Regions from separate parts of the Drosophila melanogaster genome. Here region 1 is linked to region 2. A link is a contact called in public Hi-C data. All regions are on one chromosome and are shown on one strand. Each heading gives the region's core, a stretch centred on a gene start, on an enhancer-like site or on the middle of the called end of the contact. The rest is flanking DNA. Distances are from core to core; before and after follow the strand shown. Region 1 holds the start of Hsc70-3 (Heat shock protein 70 cognate 3). Region 2 holds the start of CG11122.

The links. Hi-C and Micro-C count contacts between places; a contact is called where the count stands out from the background.
Region 1: a Hi-C map of the Kc167 cell line shows a contact between it and region 2, with 4 times the contacts expected there. The contact joins the promoter of Hsc70-3 here to the promoter of CG11122 in region 2. A contact is called at or near these places in 10 of 107 Hi-C or Micro-C datasets (the Kc167 cell line, the OSC cell line, the S2 cell line and 6 more).

What each region holds. Positions count from the first base shown.
Region 1 is chrX:11,805,608-11,809,376 of dm6, forward strand. It overlaps Hsc70-3 (Heat shock protein 70 cognate 3), which reads right to left and starts at 1,510. Exons shown (of 3, transcript NM_078577.3): 1 at 1,262-1,510. It overlaps CG1578, which reads right to left. Exons shown (of 8, transcript NM_001298212.1): 8 at 2,899-3,769.
Region 2 is chrX:11,123,235-11,126,830 of dm6, forward strand. It overlaps CG11122, which reads right to left and starts at 1,492. Exons shown (of 3, transcript NM_132457.2): 1 at 1-1,492. The coding sequence starts at 364. Rpt3 (Regulatory particle triple-A ATPase 3) reads left to right here and starts at 1,867. Exons shown (of 3, transcript NM_001298179.1): 1 at 1,867-2,114; 2 at 2,189-2,272; 3 at 2,331-3,551. The coding sequence starts at 2,079. The coding sequence ends at 3,452.

The sequences.
Region 1 (3,769 bases), core at 260-2,759, 680 kb after region 2:
CTTAACCACTTAGGTATTTTATTCTTTTTTCTATGCCACACTGACGTGTACTTTGCGACCATCGGAGAGAGACACACAGAGAGAGCAAAGCGAGTGCTTATAAATCAGCCAAATAAATGACGTGTACCAAGCGGATTGAACGCAGACAAACGCACACAGATAGGCCTACTCCCACTCACACAGACGGCAAAATGCGCAGGCGCTTCGCGGTCTTTTAAAAAAAAGAAGTAAATGTAAGCAAAATTAACCGTAAATTACTGTAAAAGGAAAACAAGAACTTCACCTAAATGCAAGCTTAGGCTGTAAGAAACTAATACGAAGAAGAAGACAAAGTTCATTCACCGAACTTGTCACTTGTCACGACCACCACGTCATTGGTTGGCCTTTATTGGTTTCAACTATAAAGGAAACTAATTTCATACGTTTCTATTTCTTTAAGGGCACGTGCGGGCAAACTTTTTGTAGCAGACCTCTTTTACTTTTGCCAATATGGCGACTGTAAAATTGCAGTGTATTGGTGTCCCTCTTTGCCGTCCGTTCCTTTACACGAATATTCTAGCAGTGCAAGTGCACTTTCCAGCTATTTGTGCTAACGTCCAGCTCGTATTTAAGCCTTTTCTTTGAACTAACACTTACACTTATCGCTGAGCGGTTAATAATTTCAAATTGGTTTCGATTTAATGTGCTTTCTCGACGCTTCAAAGTGAACTGACAGAGCAGTAGAATATGTGGCTGCTGCTTATCTGACGTTTTTGCCGGCGCTTTCTACGTACGCACACAGTCATACGCTGCGGCACACACACACACGTGCAACTCTGGGGCCAAAAAGACACGTCAGTGGTAGATCAGTGTTGGAAAGCACGCGATTGTTCGGCCGACGAATAACCGCTTTTCAAAAATATATAATTATTTCTACACACAATATTTCGCGTTGTCCTTATCAATATCAGGTAGTAAATAGTATTTTACAGTTACCAATGGGTCTGTCAAGCAATCGTTTTGATTCTTTTATAATGTTGCCTCAATTTTGTTTCAAAATAAACAATAATATAATATAAGAAATGCTATAACGCAATTCAAGCCACTGAATTCCTTGCAACACATATTTATAAAAAAAAATAGATATATTTAAATATACACTTTATGCTGGTTCTTTTGGTCCAAAGTAAATTTGATAAATATTTTCCTGTTTCTTAGATGTTAATACCAACAGCATACACTCATATCAACTTTCAATATAATTTTCTTTTTGTATACTTACATTTTCTAACTAAAACTATTAAAAAAAAATTCACTTATTTAGGTAATTGTCACTTTTTGTCACAGAAGTATTAGTCTTTGTTGTTTTTTGGCTTGGTTTTAATTGATCTAATGGGAATGTAACGATTTCTTGTTTATATTTGCGGTCACAGCGCGTTACAATGTTCTTGGGGTAATAATTTGTATTTAATAAATCGCGTTTCTCTTTTGCTGTGCTGTTATTCCTTGTACTTTTGTTTTGAAACTGATTTTCACTCTCTGTTTTCCGGCTATTTATTGCTCTTTGCTCTCACCTACCACTGACGTGTCGATGAGTTTAGTTTTCTAGAAACATCGATACACATCTGGCAATCGAATAAGTCGAATAAATATTTCGTTAGACTAAAATGTCTAATTAATAAAGGTATTAAGAAGATATAATTAAAAATAAAAATAATATATTACAGGATTATATGATTGCAACTATTTCTGCTATACGGTTTACAATCATTTTAATAATAGTTTTTTAAGATTTAACTTCTTTTATATATTCATTTTATTCAATATAATTTTAATCGATAACTATCTTAAGGTGTTACATCTCTAGCACTGACGTGTCGCAGGCGTAGCTGTTCCGCCCACTGGAGGCCAACTCTCGCTCTCGCTCTCTCCCAGAGCTTTTCACTATTTGTTTACCCAAACATTTTCGGAGCGGAGAGAGTACGATGTTTGGCCTTCTTCTTTTTCTTTTTATGGTGTTTGGTTTGTCTGATGCAAATATGCGTTCCCCTTAAGTAAAGCCGCAACGAGCACTGACGTGTACATTGCCCCAGGTTAACCGTTATGCTTCCAGCTGAATCTGGATGTTTGCCGTTACTTTAAGTGGGGCGTAATTATTGACAACTTCCCAAAACTATTTTTAGACTTTGTAATTGTTCATTCCGATACTTGAAGTTATAAATATATGCTTTTGGGTTCTTATTATTATAAGCATATAATTACATTCGAAATTTAAATTTAAGCTTATATGCAGCTGTTTTTAATACTATGACAACCGGAAATGGTACTGCAATATTTACATGTAAATTCGAAAGAAAAACTAACTGCTTATCCATAGTTTTGAGTGGTAAACGAATGGAGTTTAATAAAGACATAGAATCAAATTTTTTTTCAAACTTACCTCTTTCATATATAAATGTTATTTATATTTTATATTATTAAAAATGTCTAGTATTTTATATATGTATGTATATATTGCTATTTCGAATTCCATATAGCAACTCTAGACTTTTTTAGCACTTCCCAGAATTTTTATTAATAATATTTACATATATGAAAAATAAAATTTAAAAGCGTATTTAAACAATACGCTCAAATGATGATTCAAAAATGTTTCAAGAATATCATGACTAATATTTGGGGGGATAAAAAATGATATATTTTCCGAAAAAGTCGAAAATACCACGTTTATCTGGCAATTTCCAGGCATTTCGTCGATCTTCATTTGAAATGATAATTTCCATAAATTAAACGACTACCGATAAGAACAGGCAAACAGTCTATATATGTAGCATATTTATAGCGAGTTCTTGACTTATCAGTCCGCATCCGCCCGAGAATGAAAAACACCCACTTTTTAGTTTTCTTTTTTTTTTTTTTGTCGATTTTTGTAATGACACTCATTCAATATCAATATATTTTCATAACAATACATAATAGCATGTAATAATCTTTTTATCATCTCCCCGCTCAGCGCCCCGTCGATATCGTACCGTACTTTACATTATAAAAGTAGACGTTGACCAAAATTCTGGTTTGGAATCCAGCCAAATTATGTAGTTTTCTTTCTGTCGCAGATTGTGTGCAGGAAAAACTATGGACAGGTTGTATTCTAAGCAACACATTCAATAATCTCTATTCGATAATTTCCATATCTATTAAAAAAATTATTATAAAAAAAAGAATTGATGATACAATCTAGGTTCTTTATGGCGAATTTGCTATAATTGGATTATTGATAATGCAAATAATGGTCGACGTGGTCGAAGAATGGGCCACATCATCTGCTCTCCACAATATTTAAAGCTTAACGACATATAAACATCAATTGCTTTACAATGCTGTCGTGTTTTTGTTTTTTTTGGTCAAATGTGTTTGTGGCTATTTGTGAAAAGTGAAATAAAATCGCTAAGTTTTTTATGCGTATATACATACATACATATATATATATATATATATATGTATGTATATAAAAAGTCGGAGCATAAAGAAAAGCACATCGAAAAACGATTAATAGTTAATAGTTTGTATAAGAGTATAGTTACAGTTTTCTTCTTTCTTTTGGGCAATAGAGTGCACAAAAATGGTTTGTTTTCTTCGTATATAATATATAAAGTTGCTTTGAATTGAATTTGTATGCTTGGTTTTCCATCGCGAGTTGCTGAAACACTTGAGTTGCATAGATCCGTTTTGAGTGTGTTCTTGGTTTTTGTTTCTTCCTTTTTTTTTGTTTTTTTTTATTGGTTTTTGG
Region 2 (3,596 bases), core at 242-2,741:
GCGCGGCTCCACCCAGGCCGGCGGCCTCTTCCCGCTCGCGCTCGCGCTCCCTCTCCCGTTCTCGTTCCCGTTCCTCCGTCATCTGATGCAGCTTCTCCACCAAACGGGGCAGCCGCTCCAGCGGCAGGCTGCAGATCAGCGAGAGCGGCTCTTGTTCCGCTTCCAGCTGATCCTCGTGCGGTTCCACCTCTTCCTGTTCCGCGTCCACATCCTCCTCCTGCCGGGTCTGTCGTTTTTTGCGCGGATTAGATGAGGCAGCGGCCGTGGCTGGTGCCGTTGCCGGTCCAATTGGATTCTTGCCGTTGACCTGCTCCTCCGAGAACTTGAAGCCACGGCGCAGGCCGAAGCGCGACATGGTCTTCATGTGGAGGCCACTGGGTCGTCCGTGGTTGCGTTGCACAAGTTAACTGCTTCGCCACTCCTGCAAGCAGTGCGGGGTGTGCGGACAACAATTTACTGCTGCACGCACACTGCTTCGTTCTTCCTTCTTCTTTTTGTTGACAAATAAACCGCAAGAAGAAGCAGCGAAAAACAAAAACTACTCACACACACGTACGCACACACACTCGCACGCACACCTGCTCAATTGGAAATTATACAATAAACATTTTCAACTCCTCGAATTGATCTCGCTCTGTTATCGGACACTATTGTTTTGGCCAACAGCTATATATAGCATAACTACCACTCCACTGCACAAGACCACACTGTCCACTTGGATATCCCGACTTGGTCTCTCCTGCGTATCTAAATACGTTTCGTTTTGTTTCGTTCTATTCGTTTTGTTCTGTGTTTCGGTTCGTTGTATTGCACTGTATTCCGGGATTTCACGGGATTGCTTTCCGTTTTGTTGTTTTGTTTCTTGTTTTTTTCTTGTATATTTTGTTCTTTTCGCTTGGATACGGACCAGACCAGGAGCGCCAACGGATCCGTATCAGTGCCTTGCACTTAAATTTAAGCACGGCATTGCAGCAGCTCGACCACCAGTGTAGCGCATTCAATTTTCCCTGGCCGTTCTTTCCACCCTAACAACTGCGTTAGGAGGTATCTAACGTTTAGCCCAAATCGATGCGTGCGTACGGCGCAGAGGGGGCGGCGGCGCGGCCAGAGGGGGCGGGGCACGGCAGCAGGACAACGACGACAACGACAACGATACTTTGTGGGAAACGTACTCGGAATCGGAATCGGAATCGTACTCGTACCCGTTCTCTTTCCCGTTCTGATGCTAGCGATATTGGGGAAACGATTTTTCGGCGACGGCGGCGGCATTATCAGCCATCGAATTGTGCTATATAAACAGCAAATTCGATTTCACTGTCCTACCAGCGCTCGTGTGTGTATATATTTGGTTCGTTCGCACACGCACACATAGCACACACAGAAGCAGCAGGAGCGACCGAAATGTTAAATGTGTGTGTTTTTCTACTCTTTTTTTTTCTTATGGGAAATCGAAATCGCGTCAAAATGGTCGGGTTTTGCCAGTGTGTACACACTTGTACCCGCTGGCGAGAAAGGTACTCGAACTATCGATAGTTGCGTCTCGAGCAGCGATACTTTGGCATGGTTCTACGTGAATTGCTTAGAATAACTTGCGATTTTATCAATTACTTATAAGCGATCTGCATTCGAAATAGTTTTTGTTAGTAATAAATCTGTTATCAGCTTTTGTTCCAATCAGAGCTGGTATATATCGGGCAATTATCAGACAGCTGATTTTTTCCCATCACCAGATGCTTTGAAACGTATTAAAAAATACTTTCCGGATATTAAGTGAGAAACATGACATGTGATATTAGATTTATTTGTATACAACATTTTAGCTTTACAGACTAACTGGTATAGGATATTGTCCAATAAAGAGGAGTTGCTTTCTTATCAGAAAGAGTATATATCGAAAAAAAAAACCGATTGAAAGAGCAGCACAATTTGATAGATAAATGGCCCCATCGATAGATCACAATCGATTGCGGACAGGGTTGCCACCACAACGCACTGCTGGCTTGTTTTTGACGAGTCATTTTGGTCGCCTCGCAGAAAACGCAAACTAATAAAACGAGACTCATTGCTGAACGAAAAGAATGCCGTACAACATGGACGTACTGATACCGGAAAAGGTGCGTAGTTGCCTCTCTGCGCCGCCTGGCATGCGTACTAATTACCTCTTTCCCAATTCCACTTTTTCCACCAGGACGAGCTCTCCGACTTGAAGCTAAAAGATGCGCACAGTTCCCTGGACGAACTGGACATGGAGGATCTCTACGTGCGTTACAAGGTGAGTCGTCCACTGGTCTTCCATTTGATCACCCATCTAAGCGGCCATTGTGTTGTAGAAACTGCAAAAGACACTGGAGTTCATTGAAGTGCAGGAGGAGTACATCAAGGACGAGCAGCGAAACCTGAAAAAGGAGTATCTGCACGCCCAGGAGGAGGTGAAGCGCATCCAGTCGGTGCCGCTGGTGATTGGCCAGTTCCTGGAGGCCGTCGATCAGAACACGGGCATTGTGGGCTCCACCACCGGCTCCAATTACTATGTGCGCATCCTGTCCACCATCGATCGCGAGCTGCTGAAGCCCTCCGCCTCGGTGGCCCTGCACAAGCACAGCAACGCGCTGGTGGACGTGCTGCCACCAGAGGCGGATAGCTCCATTTCGATGCTGCAGCCGGATGAGAAGCCCGACGTTAGCTATGCGGACATTGGTGGCATGGACATGCAGAAGCAGGAGATCCGCGAGGCAGTCGAACTGCCGCTGACCCACTTCGAGCTGTACAAGCAGATTGGCATCGATCCGCCGCGCGGCGTGCTTATGTACGGTCCGCCCGGTTGCGGCAAGACCATGTTGGCCAAGGCGGTGGCCCATCATACGACGGCGTCGTTCATACGCGTCGTCGGCTCGGAGTTCGTGCAGAAGTACCTCGGCGAGGGACCGCGCATGGTGCGCGACGTTTTCAGGCTGGCCAAGGAGAACGCGCCGGCCATCATCTTCATTGACGAGATCGATGCGATTGCCACGAAGCGTTTCGATGCGCAGACTGGCGCCGATCGCGAGGTGCAGCGCATTCTGCTCGAGCTGCTCAACCAGATGGACGGGTTCGATCAGACCACGAACGTTAAGGTGATCATGGCTACCAACAGGGCGGACACACTCGATCCGGCATTGCTGCGACCTGGTCGATTGGATCGTAAGATTGAGTTCCCGCTGCCCGATCGCCGGCAGAAGCGACTCGTCTTCTCCACCATCACCTCGAAGATGAACCTAAGCGAGGATGTCGATTTGGAGGAGTTTGTGGCGCGGCCGGACAAGATCTCCGGTGCCGATATCAACGCCATTTGCCAAGAGGCGGGCATGCACGCGGTGCGTGAGAATCGCTACATCGTTTTGGCCAAGGACTTCGAGAAGGGCTACAAGAACAATATCAAGAAGGACGAGCAGGAGCACGAGTTCTACAAATAGATTATATTAATTCATACACACTACTCCCGCCCCATTTTTTCCCCCAACACACTAAACTCTTCTTTGTACGCATAAAGTTATAAACATTAATAAAAAAATAAAAAAAAACAAAACAACTTGTAATCGAAGTGCCAAGCGATCCTT